Linked DNA regions of Zea mays: region 2 is linked to region 1. Evidence: chromatin contacts called from public Hi-C data. All regions are on one chromosome and are shown on one strand. The core of a region is the stretch at or near the end of the contact, and the rest is flanking DNA. Distances in the headings are between cores, read along the strand shown.

Region 1 (4,520 bases), core at 1,899-4,398:
GTATGGTGTACTGGTACATGTATGTGGTGCTCACAAAGCTAATAGAAAAGATGCAGTTACGAGTTCTGGCCAGTAGTGAAACCTGTAAGTTTTAATGTCACATGTGAATTATCCAGCTCTCATACTAGACATGTAATAGACTGACTATCTTAGTTGCCCAAAACATGGTCATGTTCCTTGTTCTGGGGACATTTATGTTCCCATAGTACAAACACATAATAAGTATTGCTCCACGTTCCTTTCCCTTTCGAGTTTCGAGAACATGGTTGCTAGTCTAATAAGATGAGGGACTTATGGAATTCTAAACCTAGCTTGGTTGTTGCTATTATAAAAATGACCACATAGCATTCAAGCTAACTTGCATACTAATATCTATCAGACGTGCTGTTGCTTTTATGTTGACCGTGTTTTGAAATTTGGTTGTAAAGAGATAGGAGTTGTGGAAAGAGAAAAACTAAAGGAAAAAAATGAATTGTAAGAATTACAAAATGGAGAACATACAGTTTACAAAATATGGCAATCCAGTTCTATTCCAAATATGCGTTAAAATAAAGCAGAGTGGATAATATATGGCTTGTTTAAAAATGGTGGTCCCATATGCTGCATGGTTGATTTGTGTCAAATTACAGCTGAATGGCAAATAAAGTAGAACAATACCTGAAACTGAAAAAACGCTCTTCTGACAGACATCAGAGGGCGTTAGCTGAGATCTGATGACTCAGAAACCGTAAACACATACTTTTGCCATCCGATCTCTCTGATTTATGACAGGAGCCTTTTCCCCTGAAATTACATGACATGTAGAAACAGGTTGTAGCGGGTATTTGGTTGTCTATATATTGTAAAACATTTGATTTTGTCTCTTGCACCATTTTTATGGGTGACATACCATTTTCACTAATGCATGATGTCTTCGTTTTAGTATTTTTTTTGTTTAACTTAACACGCATTGTCAAATGTTCAGCACGAAGAAAGGGGAAAAAGAAGAAGGATCATTTGAAGGATTCAGCTCGGGATATGGCATTTTCGTCGTCTTGTTTATTGCCTCAATGCTATCTTTTGCTATCAGAGGGACTCTCGATGGTACGTACGGAAAAATACAGTCATCCGGAAATCATGTCCGTGCAGCATACATCTGGAAATCATATTGTTGCAAAGCATACATTTGTACAACTATCGTCTACGCAATTGAGCAATCACTACATTACTGCTAATGCAGAAACTGAACAATAACCATCTTATTGCTAATGCAGAAACTGAACAATAACCCTCTTATTGCTAATGCAGATGCTAGCTGTCCTCAGAAACGAAAGTAGGTCATTCCAATTACCAAGTATCTTCAACACTGAACAAGAGGTGTGATTGGATTTGTTGTGGCTTCTAACTGCCCTTTTAAATATGGCTTAAACGGTTCTGACATAGTCTCAATCACTCTTCCCAGAGATTCATGCAGCACTTTGATCTTCTTCTGAAAGCTCGAGTCCCTGAGCACATTTCCTTCTACAGTTTCAAGGAATCATCTTCCCGGGCAGGCATGTCGGTGAGTGTTCCCTGCTGAAACCCTTCTCATTTCTGTCATCTGCTTAGTTTTACTAAGCCTTGATCTCTCTTTTTGTCACAGGATTTGGTGAAGTACAACTTCTTCAAGGAAATTCAGAAGATAGTGCCCTCACTACGGGGCAGCTTTGCAAGTGAACCAGAAAAACTCGCTGAGGTCCGTCGGATAGAGCAGGTGGCTGAGCACAACAGGATAGCCCTAAATATTATCAGCCAAGTTGGAGCTGGCGATCCGTCTCTGAGGGTCTCGTTTGAGTTTACACACCACCCTCACTTCGCAGTGGCAGTTGTGAAGAGATCATGATTCAAGTTTGGCATCGCCAATTCTTTACCCTTCTCAATCTTGATAGTGATAGCGGATGATTCTTGTTCACGTGTTGCTCACGTGTTTATTGGTTCTCCAGAGCGCAAGCAACACCATGTGTTTTAGGCTGTACACAAACACCATTAGCAATTTTGTAGGCAAGATAAGAAAAAAAAAACATATGCTGGGGAAAAAAGTCCTTTCCCCTGGCATTATTTTGTAAGCAAATTTTTTTAGCTCACTTTGTTATGCGAAACATGATTATACAGATGTGTAATTTGAGTCGTAATTCGTTACTGGTATGACAAGGACGACAATTTTCTCTTGTTTGGCATTTTCTATTTTGCGGTGATAACTGACTAGTATTTTCCGTCCGTAATGTACTTGCTTTTGCACACAGAAGACAATACTCTTCTTGCCATGAGTTTTGACTTTGACGCCACCAAACTTTGGCATGCAGGTTGGATGGGACCGTGCAGCTGCAACTGGCTGCGTGCTCCATCACGCGACTGCCTTGCGTTGCGTTGAATGTATAACAAACGTATATATATACTAGTGGTACTTCTCAATTTATTACAAAAGTATCGTTTATGTTAATGAATTCGGTCATTTTTTTACTGTAACTTATCTAATCCTAACTAAGTTTATAGAAAAATACACCATATTTCGAATCTGTTTTTCATTCTCCATTTAACGCAGGCCAAGCTCTTGATATTATATCTAGCTACAATTTTGGATTTTTATTTTACACTTTTATCAAAACTTAGTTAAAATCTTATATCTTGAAAGCCATGGGATAGAAAACAAATTAGCCTTGAACAAACAAAACCTCGACATATAAAAAACTCGGAACGTCATATCGTCTACCATGTCCCGATTCACATCATCATCTTCGCATAGCTCACCTACCATCTGCATCTTATCATCCGGCGGTGCAGTTTACCTTCACTGCATGAAAGACCATGAAGCTTACCATCCGTGCATTTCTAAAGATATATATTTATTATAAATGAATTTATTTTTATTTCCTTTAAATTTAATTTACGTAAGTGGCTACAGATATAATAAAACCATATTTATCAAGACATCATCATCATCATCATTATTCATTGCAACGCACCAGTATGATTCTAGGAAACTCCTGTTCCGACGACGACGTACCGATTAATAATAAACAAATCTAATACAAGTATGTCAACTTGCAAATAAACGCCTTCTGGTATTCATGAAAAAGGGAGCGTGCCAATATGGCAAATATTGCAAGGCTTGCGTATGCAAAAAGAGCGTGAAATCGCAGGCTGATCGTCAACTTTATTAATTCTATACTAAATCATAGTAAGCATACCTATATGATCGGTATAGAAACCGTAGCATGCTCATCTAACTAGTCAACCATAAAGCTATGTTAACCGACCAAACTAGCCACCTCAAGCGCCATCTTGTTCGCTGCGGCTTGCTGCGGCTACAATCCGGCTGCGGCTGCGGCTTCTACAGTATTTTTCTCTCTATGGATTGCAGCTGCAGCAATCCAAACAGCTGCAACAGTGTCGGCTTGCAGCCAGCCGAACACGCCCATACTTGTTGTTGCAGTCGGGATCGTGCCTGCCTGCCTGCTCATTGGATCTGAGCGCAAGAACTCCAGATCGATCAAGTGATAGAAGCAGAAGGAAGCAAAGCAGACAACACAGAACACATCCATGATGAGAATGAAAAGCAATGGGAAGCCTACCTCCTACTCCTACGCCGCCGAGCTAAAAACAAGTCCAACTCGAAGGGGAGTCCGTTGGTCAGAGGCAGGGCTGGCCGACGCACGGGAACACGTGTGCTAATGTCACCCACCACGCGGCAGCGGCAGTGACCGCGTCCAGGTCCAGCTGCTCCTGCTTCGCCTTCCCTCCGCAAGCAAGGCGCCAGCCCCCGTTCCGTTTCACACGCCTCCTTCCTTCCTTCCTAGCCCTTCCGTCCTGTCCAGACTCCAGACTCCCTCCACACCAGTAGGGACTAGGGAGGACGCCGCCACTGCGACCTGCCGGCAGACGTCTGCCCCCTGCTTCCGGCATCCGGACTCCCCTGCGCCGCAGTTACGTTACGCCGGCGATCTCCTCGGCTCAACCCGGGGCCTTTCTCTCTGCGCCCCGCCAGGTCCGTTCGCTTCCTTCGTTCCATGGCGGCTCCGTTTCATTTCATCCGATCCTTTCGGAAGGGGAGTGGTCGATTTTACGGTGATCGCCCGCTGCTCTGTAACATTCGATCTTTTTTTTCCCCCTCTTCTTTTGCTTCCAGCTGGTCGTGCGCGGCGTTGCTGTCTTCCCCGATTCATTCCTTTGGCGTTCTGTTCTGTTGCTCATAATCTGGCCCGTTCTAGTTCTAGAAAAAGTTGGGCCTCGTTGCCTATAGGCTGGGGTTGGCCGTTCAATTTCTCACCGTGTCTGACAAGTCGCAAGTCGCATTCTTTGTGTGCGACTGCTACTGGTATTTGTGCGCGTTTTTTTGTTGTTGTCAAAATCTGGTCATCCAGAAAACTACCAGTGGTCACCTGAAGAAAATTAGACAGCTCGCACCAGCTCCAACACCGTTTGTTTCTTCGGTTGGTAATCCACCAACTGATCAGGTTTCGAACTGTGTTCCCTTTCGTTTTTTAGCATTTCTTCTGTTGGAG
Region 2 (3,988 bases), core at 17-2,516, 490 kb before region 1:
GCAGGACACTCGGATCCCTGAGTCCTGTGCAGGAAACATGGGAGAGACGAGATGGCATGGCCTCAGCAGGGGTCACGGCCTCATGGGTGCTGACCGCTGCTGTCATGTTTTGCACGCACGCGGCCTTTAAATTTGCAAGAATGAGAATGCTCGATTACATATATATACTTATACGTACAGCTACAGCTATACACGTGGCGTACACAAATCAGGCTCCTACGCACGCTGCAGCGGCTGAGCGATACTACGCACGTCGGCACGAGTACAAAGAAGAGCGCGAGCGCGACGCATGGTGCAAGTGCAAGAACAAGAACAGAGGAGAGGTGGAGCGGAGCGCGGCGGTGACGGGCCGGCCGGGGGCGCTAGCCAGTCGCTAGGCAGGTCGCGTCGCGGCTAGCCTAGCACTAGCAGCAAATCTCCATGGAGAAGTCGGAGTCCAGCAGTTCCTCGATCATCTGCTCCACGTGCTGCTCCTCCAGGGACCTACCGCCGCCGCCCCACTGCGTGGCCGGCGGCGTCGGAGGCGTCGCGGGCGCGGAGGTTGCTGCTGCTGCCGCCGCCGCCGCCGCCGCCTCTCTCTGCCGCTGCGCGGCCTGCACGGACGCCAGGTTGAACCGGTGCAGCTTGTCGACGAGCGCCGCGGAGAGGAACGACGGCGGCGGGCCGTTGGCGTCGGCGGGGAAGTTGGTGCGCGCGCGGGGCCCGCACATGATCCGCGCCGCCTCGTCGTAGGCGCGCGCCGCGTCCTCCGCCGTCTCGAAGGTGCCCAGCCATATCCGCGCCTTCCTGCATGCAAATCAACAGCCCCAGCCGGGCGCGGTCAGCTCCGGGAACGGGACGATGCGAGGTGAGGAACAGGGGCGGCGCGCGTAGCGTAGCGTAGGTGGCCGTGGCCTATACTATACGCTGCTGGGCTAAGCTAGCTACGTACAGGAGAGGGTGGCGGATCTCGGAGACCCAGGAGCCCCAGTGGCGCTGCCGCACGCCGCGGTACCGTTGCTGCGGCCTGGCCATCGTCGCCTTCGGTCGTCGTCGACGGTGGCGGCAGTGCAACTACCTGGTCGTCCGGCGATGGAGCCTCGTACTCGTGCTCGTGCCCGCGCGCGCTGGAGGGGTGCGGGTGCGGCACAGCGGCAGGGGAGTGTGTGCGAGACATTCGCCATTCGCGGGATATGGAAGGGGCGCCTATAAATAGGAGAGAGATGGGGAAATTTGGAATCTACACGACGCCCGGAGAAAGGCTACCACCAGGCGGGTCCCACGAGCACGGCCCCGCCTCGTGCCGTCATTGATCTCATTCTCAGCGTGGTGGTCGGCTGGTGCTGGACTGCTGGCTCCACTGGTCACTGCTCGCCTTCTTCTTCGTCCTCTCCCCCTCGCAAATCCGGAAGGCAGCGAGCGTCACGGTTGCTCCCTTCTTTAGGCTTTGTTCGTTTATGTCAGATTGATGGGTCGGAATAAATCCTAGCTAAATTGTTTCTCTAATTTATATAAACTTTGATTAATTGGAACGATTCCGTGTGCAATCCGACGTAAACGAACAAGACCTTAACAAAAGTCTTATGCGTCGCAAAAAAATAAAAAAACGTTTCATGCTTACACCAATTGTTTTAAAAAAATAATTAAGATCATAAAAAAACAACATCAATATTTGTATCTCCAATAAAACTTATTAAAAATAATTCTACAGTCGATTAAATAATAATAATTTTTAGTATCATAAATGTTTGTTTTTTATTGTTTTCATATATTCCATTGAATCAAAAATCGTTTGGCTCCTCAAGGAGGGAAACGTGAGGTTTGCATTCCGGAGGTGGTAGTACTCGTGTGTGTGTGTGTGTGTGTGTTTCGTGAACTGGTCGTCCAGCTGTGCGGATCGAGTTGAGCTTTTAGGCACAGCAACTCATCTGGTCGATTGATGCAGATCGCACATCATCCGAAGGATTTGATGCTCTCTCTAGTCTCTACCAATCAGCCGATCGAGAGCATAGCAAAGCAAAAACAAAAGCAGTGGGCGACGCAGCAGGGCGCCAGGGCCGCAGCCCTGTTGATTGCTGCGCTAGCGCTAGCTACTAGCTAGCTGGTACTACTAGCAAGCTGACCTTTCGCCGTAGAGACAAGGGGGCATGCAGGAGATTGGTCCTGGCACTCCCAGTGGCCAGCGGCGTCGGCCGGGCCGGGGGGGAACGTGCACCGGTGCAAGTCAGACAACGCAAGGCCACATGGAACCCGGGCACATGAGATGCCGGCCGGGGTGTTGCGGGTGGTGGGGACGTGGGGTGGGGCCGTGGGGGTGAAACCCCGAATTCTCTGGTGCGTGCGTGCTATGCTATCCGCGGATTAGATTACCTGCTAGCTAGCTACTTGTACTGAGCAGCATATATACATGCATGCACAAGACACATCACATGTGACCACCATCGATCAGTCGTCCTATATATGGGCAGTATAGCTAGCTAGAGATCGATCCTGTGCTAAAGTTGATGGATGGACGGAGATAGGACTACTAGGGAGCGATTGGGGTGTGGCCGTATCATGTATGCCGTCAAGAGGAGCGGACGACGACATGACGATCCTGTGCCGTTCGTAGGAACAGCACGCGTACACCTACGCCTACTAGTACATGGTGCCCGTGTGCATTGATCCGCTCGAGCTCGAAGAGACATGCATGGCCACGGCGGCCGTCGTGTGCATGTGTGTGCAGGCAGAACCAGATGAAAGATAGCACATGGCGGTACTCGGATGCCATGCCGGCCGGGCGGCCAGCCGACAAGGCGGTGACGCTAGCGCAGGCGGCGGGCGTAGAGGGCCAGCGCCAATTTCTTCCACGTCGGCCTTGGGAAGAAGAGCAAGGGGGGGGGGGGGGGGGGGGGGGTTGGGGGTTGGATTGGCGTGCGTGCAAGTGTAGGTGACCGGTGACAGCTAGTGAGTGTCAGCATGTGCGGTCTGTAGTGCGCATGAGACGCGCGCGCGCCCATTGGTTTCGTCAGCGCAAGCAGTCCTACGCCTACGCCTACGCCCACGCCCACGCCCCGCGCAGCGCCGCAGCCCGCAGAGTAGAGTAGGCTCAGATACCTGCGAGCCTACGGCTGACTCTAGGCGTATTTAGTTGTAGTGTCATACTTGTTCGAACTTAAGAACTAATCTTACATAAAAAAAATGTTAAATAAAATATGCAAATTAGACTGTCAACGAAACAAGCCCTGTCTCTCGTTCCCGCTGCGCAGCGCTAACGGTCTCAGATGCGTAGCTAGTGCTCCCTCTGTTTCGTTTTAGTTGTCGCTGAATAATACAAAATTAAACTATCCAACGACGACTAAAAAGAAACGAAGGGAGTAACTATTTAGACCACAGGACTAAAATAAAGGGCCTGTTTAAATTCTAGTTACTAAAGCAAAAGTGAATGAAGTTCTATCATTTAGGAGATAAAGATCCAAACAAGAACAACTGAAAGTGACTAAATTATTACTTTTTTTGCTATTTTGTCGCTTTTAGCTCTTTCTGCCAAATAACTAAACTTGAGTCATTTTTTTGGTTTTAGCTCATGAGATCCAAACAAGCCCTTGTTTGGGAGCTATGTTTCTCAAAACCACGATTTATAATACCATACTTTATTGTATGTCATGACATAATTATGGTATATTTTACATCAATTCAATTCAACACCTGTTTGAAGACACAATATCTTATTATTTTAGTTGCGGTGTACGAGAAGAAAAGACATTAGTTGTGTGCAAGAATAAAAAAACTTTGTCCACACCAAAAAAAATTGACCCCAAAAATACTATGGTATTGGTAAAATCATGATTTAAAAATACAATTTTTTAGGTGCGCTCTCAAACACTTTTTGGTCTAAAATACAATGGTATGCTCAAAATTCAAATAACACAGTATTGCCTTGGAACTAAGGAAATACTATGTTCCTAAACAGGTCCTTAATTTTATTTTACTCTTGTTGAAGCTGCAGCATTGAAAACGGTGTGATGAG

Evidence for each region. A called contact is a pair of places that touch in the nucleus more often than the background predicts.
Region 2: a contact with region 1 is called in a Hi-C map of bundle sheath, with 2.1 times the contacts expected there. The contact joins the promoter of LOC103654172 here to the promoter of LOC103654165 in region 1. A contact is called at or near these places in 6 of 25 Hi-C or Micro-C datasets (bundle sheath, ear, endosperm and 3 more).

The regions. Positions count from the first base shown.
Region 1 is chr4:178,385,040-178,389,559 of Zm-B73-REFERENCE-NAM-5.0, reverse strand. It overlaps LOC103654165 (putative clathrin assembly protein At5g35200), which reads left to right and starts at 3,148. Exons shown (of 17, transcript XM_020552730.3): 1 at 3,148-4,003; 2 at 4,145-4,472. LOC103654166 reads left to right here. Exons shown (of 16, transcript XM_008680989.3): 12 at 1-84; 13 at 965-1,083; 14 at 1,288-1,356; 15 at 1,442-1,540; 16 at 1,622-2,188. The coding sequence ends at 1,861.
Region 2 is chr4:178,877,107-178,881,094 of Zm-B73-REFERENCE-NAM-5.0, reverse strand. It overlaps LOC103654172 (ethylene-responsive transcription factor ERF003), which reads right to left and starts at 1,266. Exons shown (of 2, transcript XM_008680995.4): 1 at 932-1,266; 2 at 58-786. The coding sequence starts at 1,014. The coding sequence ends at 405.